Linked DNA regions of Mus musculus: region 1 is linked to region 2. A link is a contact called in public HiChIP or PLAC-seq data. All regions are on one chromosome and are shown on one strand. Each heading gives the region's core, a stretch centred on a gene start, on an enhancer-like site or on the middle of the called end of the contact. The rest is flanking DNA. Distances are from core to core; before and after follow the strand shown.

Region 1 (4,753 bases), core at 1,081-3,580, 230 kb after region 2:
TATTTGCCAGGCACTGGCATAGCCTCACACGAGACAGCTATATCAGGGGCCCTTCAGCAAAATCTTGCTGGCATATGCAATAGTGTCTGGGTTTGGTGGCTGATTATGGGATGGATCCCCAGGTGGGGTAGTCTCTGGATAGTCCATCCTTTCGTTTTAGCTCTAAACTTCGTCTCTGTAACTCCTTTTATGGGTATTTTGTTCCCTATTCTAAGGAGGAATGAAGTATCCACACGTTGGTCTTCTCTCTTCTTAATTTTCTTGTGTTTTGCGAATTGTATCTTCGGTACTCTATGTTTCTGGGCTAATATCCACTTATCAGTGAGTGCATATCTAACGACTTCTTTTGTGATTGGGTTACCTCACTAAGGATGATATCCTCCAGATACATCCATTTGCCCAAGAATTTTATAAATTCATTCTTTAATAGCTGAGTAGTACTCCATTGTGTAAATGTACCACATTTTCTGTATCCATTCCTCTGTTGAGGGGCATCTGGGTTCTTTCTAGGTTCTGGCTATTATAAATAGGGCTGCTATGAACATAGTGGAGCATGTGTTCTTATTACCAGTTGGAACATCTTCTGGATATATGCCCAGGAGAGGTATTGCTGGATCTTCCGGTAGTACTATGTCCAATTTTCTAAGAAACCGCCAGACTGACTTCCAGAGTGGTTGTCTTCCATATTCTTATGTAAGTCCTCTCATAGTCCATGAGCACAGGCCAAACACACCTCCCAATCCCATTGTCTTTCTTACTTCACTACAAGGTGACTATTGTTTACTTTGTCCCTGTAGGTTTTCTTCAGTGTGATCCATAGTAGTTACTGCATTGGATCTGTAGCCCCTCACCTGGAAACCTTCACAGTAGCCAGAGGAGCTGCCTTTAATATTTTCCAGGTTATTGATAAGGTAGGAGCTCTCACTGCATTGAAAGATATCTGTCCTTACTCTAAGAAGGAACCTGAAAGATAGGAACATTCAACTCCGGAAAACCACAGGGTGGGTAAAACCTACACATTGGTTATTTGGTTATAGAGTGAAAGATTGTGGTTAACTTTTGTGGGGGAATGATTTTTTATTGAAAACTTCATGTCTGTCTAGTGGTAGTGGCATACACCTTTAATCCCAGCACTCAAGAGGCAGAAGCAAGTGGATTTCTGTGAGTTTGAGGCTAGCCTGGTCTTCAGAACAAGTTCCAGCCAGGGCTACACAGAAAAACCATGTCTCAAAGAAAACAAAAAGCAATAAAACAAAATAAACAAAGAAAGAAAAAAAAGAAAGGAAGAAAGAGAAAGAAACAAAGACAAAATTTCATGTCTAGTTTCATGTACTTCTAAAACAGGAAGGAGATTTTAAAAGAACTTTAGGGTCCATCTCTAAACTATTCTGGGATAGAAGCTTAACCCTTTAAAGATGTATAACAATCTCTTTGTTTTTCCAAGAAACCCAATATAGATAACTTTTCAACAGCTGGATTTGTACCTGAATGTATAGAAGGAAACATAGAATTTAAAAATGTTTCTTTCAGCTATCCATCAAGACCTTCTGCCAAGGTATGTTAAATTCAGTTTCATTCTTCCATTTTCTGACATTGTCTTCAGGCCAGAATCTTCTGTTGTGGGAACTTTTTTTAAAGATTCTTTTATTTATGTATGTGTGATATGTGACTATATGCTCGTTAACCTGTGGGAGTGTGCATATACATGTGTGCATGTACCTGTGGAGGCCAGAGATCAACATTTGGTGTCCTCTGTGATCAGCCTCCACCTTACATATTAAGGAAGTGTCTCTCACATGAACTGGAAGCTCTACAGTTTGGTTAGTTTGCTAGCCAGTTTGCTAAGGGATCTCCTGTTGCTGTTTCCCACACTGGGATTACAGATAGCTGCCTCCACCCCTTCCAGAATCCCTATGAATGCTCTGGAGTTAAACTGCAATCCTCAGACTTGCATGCCAAGTACTTGCCCAGTCCCTTCTTTCGGATGATTTTGACCCAGATTTTGTCTACTTCCTTAAAGAAGCAAGTAGGCCAATATCTGACAAGCAGTGAGCAAATATATCTGGATATTGCGGGGCTTGTGGTTTAATAATAAAGCTGTGGAGACATCTGTATAGCATAAGGCTGTTAGCCTGTTTGCTGGGCAGTCTCACAGCTAGCCCATAATTTAAACTGACATCTCCAGTCATTTGACTCTTTCTCAGCTCTACCTCAGGGCCTTGCTACCTTTCTTTCTCTCTCCCTGTCCTCCAACCAGTCCTCCAACCAGTCCTCCTGCCAATCCTCCTGCCAGCCCTTCTGCCCCAGATCCAACCGCAAGCTCTTTATTATGCTAAAATCCCCCTCCTTTTCGTCCAGTTGGCCTGGGAGGGGGCGGTGGGGGCGGGGAATAGTATGTGTGACCTTCCCTTTCACAGCTTGCTTTTTCTCTTGGGTTGGGTGAGAAAGCAACAAATATTTACAGATCCTGCTAGCCTGGCGCTGCCAACCCAGCAATTAACAATTGAGAATACAAGAGCATACCTTATAACACGTGTTATCTGCAACCGTGATTTATATTTTCCTTCCTCTCTCCTGTATTGGACCGATAGTCATTTTTAACTGCCAATGTTTCCTCCATGCTCCTTTTCTAAGCACACTAAAATGTCTTGGATTAATGCTGCCACCTACTGGTGATGCCGGGATATTATCCAGCTGTATTTAATTTATTTGAATATGGGAGTTTCCAACCTTCAGATGAGTTCCTGTTAAGCCTTCCCTCTCCTACCTTTAGGACTTCTACTGCATGTGCAATTGTATCTTAGATACCCTTCCTCTCACTTTCCACACTCTCATTCACACACACAGGCACACGTACATACCTGTGCCCGTGCACAGACACACATTTATCAAAACACAGTCTGTCCCATTCGAATCACTCGGCCTTTAATTGTTAATGCCCAGCCCATGCTCTCTTGGAGTGCACTCAACATACTAATCTTTTAAAAACAAATAATTCTTGGGAAAATATGTCTGCTGTTCCTATTAAATTGTCCTTATATTTGTATTTATATTTAATTAATGCATTTGCTTCCTCTGCTACCCACCCTCAAAAGGAGAATTGTTAAGGATTACAAAAGGCAGCTACTAACAAAATACGTAATTAGGATATAAGAAGTGGGGACAAAATTTTATGTGAAACAAATGAGATTGCTAATGCTATCAACTTCTAATGTGCCGTATAGAATTTGCATTAAAAATAATGCACCCACTTCTTTCTCTGTTTTTCTCTGACTGGCGTTTTTTACTGAAATTCTCTCCTCAGAGTCTTTTGCTTTATGACTTGTTTGTCACCATCGTTGTCTGGGTTTTTGCCTTTTCTCCTAACACAGCATTTTAGACTGCATTTTGGATATACATTTAAGCTGGGTTCTGGGACCCTGAGCACCAGTTATGCCAATAATGCCCCGGGCCACGCTCTCTGGGTTCTAAACAATTCTTATTTGTTTCTTTATTTTGAAGCTGGGTTTTCACTAGTACCCCAAGCAAACTCCTGGCTAGCATACCTGGGTAAACAATTGCCTTTAACTAATTTGTGTATCTGTTTGGGAGAGAAGGGGACATGCCACTTTGCACAGGTGAAAGTCAAGAACAGCTTAGCTTTCAAGACTTGGCTTTCCACTCCCAACTCACTATTTGGAATGTACCTTGTAAAAATATTAGACCTATTCTAAAGGGGAACTTTCCTAAGTAACTCAATTATTTGTCAAGATTCCACTTGCTACAAATTAAAAAATAAAACATTAATTTGGTTGTTTTAAGATTCGTGTAAGGTATTTCAGTTAAAAATGTGAAGTTTGCAGGCTTGGTAGATGATTTGCTTGGTAGTGAGCAAGTAAGGTACCCACTACTCAAACATGAGGCCGAGGGTCCAGATCTCCAGCACTCACTTAAAACCTGGTAGTTATGGCAGCCCACTCATAATCCCAGAATATGGGAGGCAGAGATAGAATCCCCCCAAAATGCTAACCAACCCAGACTCACTGAAAACTAGGCTCAGAGAGAAACCTTGCCTCAATATATAAGGTGGAAAGCAATTGAGGAAAACTCCTGTTGTGAACATGGAGCCTCTATGTGTATGTACACATACATACATGTATACCTGCACACATGCAAACACACATCATGTGCACATACAGTGTGCACATGGAACAAGGAAGGGAGAAGGAAGAGAGAGGAAAGAGGGAAAGAGAAAGCAATGAAGGATGAATGTGATCAAGATATACATACCATACTTATGGTAATGTCATAAAGAAACCCATTATAATTTTGTACAATTAAAATATGCTATTAAAAATATGGGAAGAGTTTTCTGTGCCTAGATAACTCCTAAATTAGATCTCTTCTATGTATAAAGAAATGTTTAAATACTGTACTCCCAAACTGTGTATTACTATAGGTATAAATGGGGTATTATACAAATAAATATAAGATCTAAATTGTTTTCATGTGCCACCTAAGAATTTTTCTGTTTATAATTACAGATTAATTTTCTGACTGTATTATATAACTGTCTGTCATTCCTAACTGTGTCATTCCTGTGCATCTAACAGGTTCTGAAAGGTCTCAATCTGAAGATTAAGGCTGGAGAGACAGTAGCCTTGGTTGGTCCCAGTGGCAGTGGCAAGAGTACGACAGTGCAGCTTCTGCAGAGGCTGTATGACCCAGAGGACGGCTGTGTAAGTGCAGACTGTGGGGGAAAACCATGCAGAAG
Region 2 (4,662 bases), core at 2,095-4,594:
CATTGGAATAATCAGAACAAATCTATATAAAGTCACTACTCTGTTTGGTTGGTTTTTTTAAGAAAATGCTTTCCTGAAAACAGAGGTTGCCAGTTAACCTACTTATTACTATTTAGCTGTGCAATGTAAAATAATTTGTTAAAATTCTCTGTGCCTCTAGTTAATTGTGAAAGAATCAAGTGATATTTGTAAAGTTAACTAAAATAAAATTTTTGTACTTGGTACATGGCAGTCAGTGAATAAATGTGACTCATTATAACTAGATTAAATATCTTAATATTTAACATAAAGAATTATAGTGCTATAAAGCACTTAGGGGATGCATAAATGGAAAGTCATGTGTTGCATAACAAAAAATATTGTTTTGTGTAAAAATATTTTTCACTAACAATCTGAGACTTGCTCATAGAGCACTTGTATAAATGTCAGTGTGCCTCCAGCTTGCTTGCTTAAAATTTTAAAACATACTTTCTCAGATCACTAATGCAAGTAAGAATTTTAGAAATATACATAGTTATTTAAATCGTTTAGAAATATAGCATTTTAATATAATGGTGGGGTTTAGTTATTTATTTGCTAGTGAGGATTGAATCCAGGCTCATGGATTCAATTGAGTTGAACTGTGCAAGTACTCTAAAAAGCAACATATCCTACTTATTATATTATTATTATCATTATTTACTATAATTTTATTTTACTTTACAGGCATTGTTTTACTCATGATGACCTTGAATTTACTCTGTAGATCAGGCATTCCTAGGCCATATCATCCTCCTGCCTCAGACTTCATGTATCTGGGATTATTGGCTTTGGCCACCATGCTTTGCTAATGGGTTCAAAATTTGTCCATTGGTTATTTATTTTTCACAGGGTTAGGGTTAGGAATATTCAGTCTATTGACTTTTTAAAGTAGTAATCCTTTCATGTTCCTTGAACAGGAATTGTCTGCAGTGCCTTCACCCTCACAATCTGTCTCAGGCTGCCCTTGATCAGTGTAAATCCTCCTGTGCTGTCATGGAACAGCATCGCATGGACCAAACATCAGGTAAGTCTGAGGAGACTCCTGGGGCAAGGAGTTACCATGTACCTTATTCCTGAAAGAAGGAACAGTGGCTTCATATTGATTCCATTGTAAATTATTGGATTCCTTTTTAAAACAACTCTATCACTGTGTCACAGATATAAACAAAGAAACAGAAACAAAAACACACCCTGTTCTAATATGTATATACAGTATTAAACTGAATCAGTAATCCATTTTTTAATCTCCCAAAGAGAAATACTTAGGTGGTGACACCTCCCTGCTCATTCGCACAGGCTCTATGTGCTGCCTGCCTCCACCAAGGACCAAGAAAATGAATTATCTAGAAGGACTTACATGAGCCAAAAATATAAGTTCACTGTGTAGAATAATGTCACTAAGAGCTCAGGAGCTATGGTTTCCCTATATAACCTAAATTTGTTTCTTCTGCTCACTCTTCACATATCTACAAAAACTTTATTCTCCTGTTTCAGGTAAAACACTAAAATTTTAAGTGATCATCTGCTGTTGTAGTATACCTAAGATCTAAGCTGTAAAACCACCTGTGAAATACAAGCTATACTTGCAGTCAGATCTTTGGAAACGTTCCTTTTGATTCTACTATTTCAACAAATAGAAAACCCAGCCCTGGAGAAATAGCAGAGTAGAAATGTCCTGCACATCTTATGAGTCTGAGGTGTAGCTCTGTTGGTAGAGCACTTGCCTGGCATAGGTAAAGCCTGTGTGCAATTCCCAGCACCACATGAAACTAGGCATCAGGTGACATATGAGAACTTGGGAGTTGGTACCCAGAGATCAGAAGTTCAAGGTCAGCCTCAGATACATGGGGAGTTCAAGGCCATCCTGAGCTATGTAAAATTCTTCCTATTAAAAGGGAAAAAAAAGAAAAAGAAAAAGAGAAAAGTGAAAAGAAAAAAACAACAACTTTGAGGTGGATAATTCTGAATTTGACACAGTGGAAAGAATGTGTTGCTTTTAAGCTAAAAACCTTGGTCTAAAATATAGTAAAGTAAGAAATGTAAGCACTTCTGCAAAATTTCTGTGGGCCTATATCTCATGTACAAAATAGAGGATAAAAAGTGTATTGAATAAAAGGTATGTTTAGTACCTCAAATCAAAGAGGATGTATAATGGGAAAGATGTGAGAGCTATGCTCAAAAACTACTTTTAAACAAAAATTTACTGGAGCACTCCCAAAAGAACTCAAAACACTTTGCACAGGTCTAAGCTGTAAAACCACCTGTGAAATACAAGCTATACTTACAGTCAGATCTTTGGAAACGTTCATTTTGATTCTACTATTTCAACAAATAGAAAACCCAGCCCCGGAGAAATAGCAAAGTAGAAATGTCCTGCACATCTTAGTTTCCCATATTTCATTCCCTTAGCCCACAGTGAATTTGGCTCAGAAAAGAGTCCCATGTGCTGCCAGCTCAGGCTGCAGCAATCTCTCCAGAAAGCCAAGTGCCTTTCTAATAAAGAGGGCCCCTACATATCATTAATTAAGTTAAGTAAACACTACTCTGACTTAAGTGTTGTTGCAAACAGTGTTCCCTTAAAACTCCTTAGAAAAAGACCTAGCCTGACCTCAGCTAAGAAAAGCATGACCAGAGGCAAATGTTGGATCATCATAACAACATTGGGGAAAAATGAATACAGACTTGAACCCTCAACGGGTCCTCTGGCTAACACATTCATAATATTTCTGAAATGTATCAAACTACAAGACTTCCCTCCCCTTAACAACTATTATGCAAGGAAAGGAAAAGAGCATTTGTTAGGCACCTTAATTATTTGTCCACTCAACCACTCTTACAGGGTCTTCTTTCAGTCTCTCTGGCTAAGCTCCCATCAGGCAAAAAGCCAGGATAGGGATCAAGCCACGTGCCCCTCTAAGGATTGGCTTAGCTGATGGAGTAGACTAAGTCAGCCAAGGGATATCACAATCTGTCAGGACATAAGCTATGAGGGTCACTAACCTGAAGGAAAGAAGCTGTAAAAGATCAAATAGCACCACCTTTGGACACACACTTTGTATTCTGTACTCATAATATCTTTAACAAGGAAGCATTGTACCATACTGGCATCTGATGTTCCCATTTCAATGAATAGGAATGGGCGTGTTTTTTAACTCCACAAAGTCTTTTGTCACCAATCACAAACAATGGTCTCTATTAAGTCCACCTAGTTGTAGAAGATCTCTTGCCCCCATTATTGAAACCTTGCCTCATTTAAGAGGCATGCTGGGTTAGCATTGAGCTTTGGAGCCAGAATCAGCTATGACTGGATGCTACTATGCTCATGGCCTTGGCACATCCTCTCTCTAGATGCTCTTTCCTAGGCAACTGCAGCATTCAGACCAGGTCCCTGAAGCGTGCAAAATGGGTGGAGAAACACATGCTTCAGTCCAGGAAGTGTTTTATGAATCTGGGGCAGCTTGTGAGCTCTGTGGAATACCCACTATTGTGCAACCATATTCCTCAGAGACTAGAGTAGACCTCAGGCAAGCACAGAGCTTATACAAATTTTTCCAGTGAGAGTTTGCCAGAGATCTGGTTCTAAAACAAAGGTCTAGCATTTTCCCTCTCCTAACATGGCTTTTCTTTCTTCAGCAAGTGATTATTGTTCGAGGAAGAACACATAATGAATTTGTGGAGGCAAACAGACTAGATTAGTGAAGTTAATTAGTAAAAAGTGAGACGAGAGATTTGGGTATTGTCCAAGATGCAACACTCCTACTTCTCAGAGTCATGATGTCTAATAATAATGAAATCTTACACCAGGGTTTAGAGAAAATATTTATTTCCCTATTAGAGTAGTACTGAGTTTGCTTCTGCAGATGTTTACTTTATTTTCCATTACTGCTGAGCAATAAAGGAGGAGAAAGCATAAAAGGAAAAACACATGCTGAATGCTTGGGGCTGCTCAATATCCTTTTTAAATCATGTTTTCCACATAGTACTGAACTGTACACACCACTATAGCTCTCTCAGTCACTGTTCTAAACAAACTTACATATGGGTAAGAAATTTTGACATAGCAAGCTACAAAAAAATGAAATATTTTAATTGTGAATATTCTCCAAAGAAGGGTTCACTGTTTTGAGTAATCAGTAATGTCAACCTCCTATTGTGAAAATAGAGACTTGTAAAGAAACCTGCTTTTATTATAAGAATGTAAACTATATTTATTTGACAGAAAACTTTGGTTTACTTTAAAAAAAATTTTAACCCATTAACTTGTCTCCTTTCTTGCAGAATGTTTATCTGGCCCAAGCTATCTGCGAATATTTTTCATCATATTCATAGTCACATTCTTGATCGGGTTGCTTAAAGTTCTTATCATTAGACAAGTGATACTACAATGGAATAATAATAAAATAAAGTCCTCATCAGATTATAGAATGTCTGCTTCTAAAAAGGTTGGTGAACTCGGAGGACAATTATATTAATTATATGTGACTGTGCACTTCTAACACTCAGCTCTGTTACTAATCCTAATATTTCTTCTCCATCAAGGATAAACTGATTCTGCAAAGTGTTTGCACGAGAGCTGTAACCTACCGACGAGAAAAGCCTGAGGAAATAAAAATGGATATCAGCAAACTAAATGCTCAGGAG

The links. HiChIP or PLAC-seq counts read pairs in DNA pulled down with a chosen protein or histone mark.
Region 1: a contact with region 2 is called in an H3K27ac HiChIP or PLAC-seq map of neural progenitor cells, with 6 times the contacts expected there. The contact joins two enhancer-like sites. A contact is called at or near these places in 14 of 484 Hi-C or Micro-C datasets (the G1E-ER4 cell line, adipose-derived mesenchymal stem cells, bone marrow-derived macrophages and 9 more), 2 of 115 datasets of contacts at active chromatin or transcription factors (astrocytes and neural progenitor cells) and 1 of 9 other capture datasets (embryonic stem cells).

Annotation. Positions count from the first base shown.
Region 1 is chr12:118,928,653-118,933,405 of GRCm38.p6, reverse strand. It overlaps Abcb5 (ATP-binding cassette, sub-family B (MDR/TAP), member 5), which reads left to right. Exons shown (of 28, transcript NM_029961.2): 10 at 798-911; 11 at 1,445-1,555; 12 at 4,593-4,718. Among named protein-coding and RNA genes, the nearest start is that of Abcb5, 35 kb to the left of the region's middle. Within about 2 kb of position 2,330, at least 33 of the 459 cell types and tissues checked have an H3K27ac peak or open chromatin away from gene starts, as enhancers often do. A contact at or near this core is called in neural progenitor cells, where this site is marked.
Region 2 is chr12:119,163,138-119,167,799 of GRCm38.p6, reverse strand. It overlaps Itgb8 (integrin beta 8), which reads left to right. Exons shown (of 14, transcript NM_177290.3): 12 at 939-1,045; 13 at 4,300-4,463; 14 at 4,561-4,662. Among named protein-coding and RNA genes, the nearest start is that of Itgb8, 73 kb to the left of the region's middle. Within about 2 kb of position 3,344, at least 73 of the 459 cell types and tissues checked have an H3K27ac peak or open chromatin away from gene starts, as enhancers often do. A contact at or near this core is called in neural progenitor cells, where this site is marked.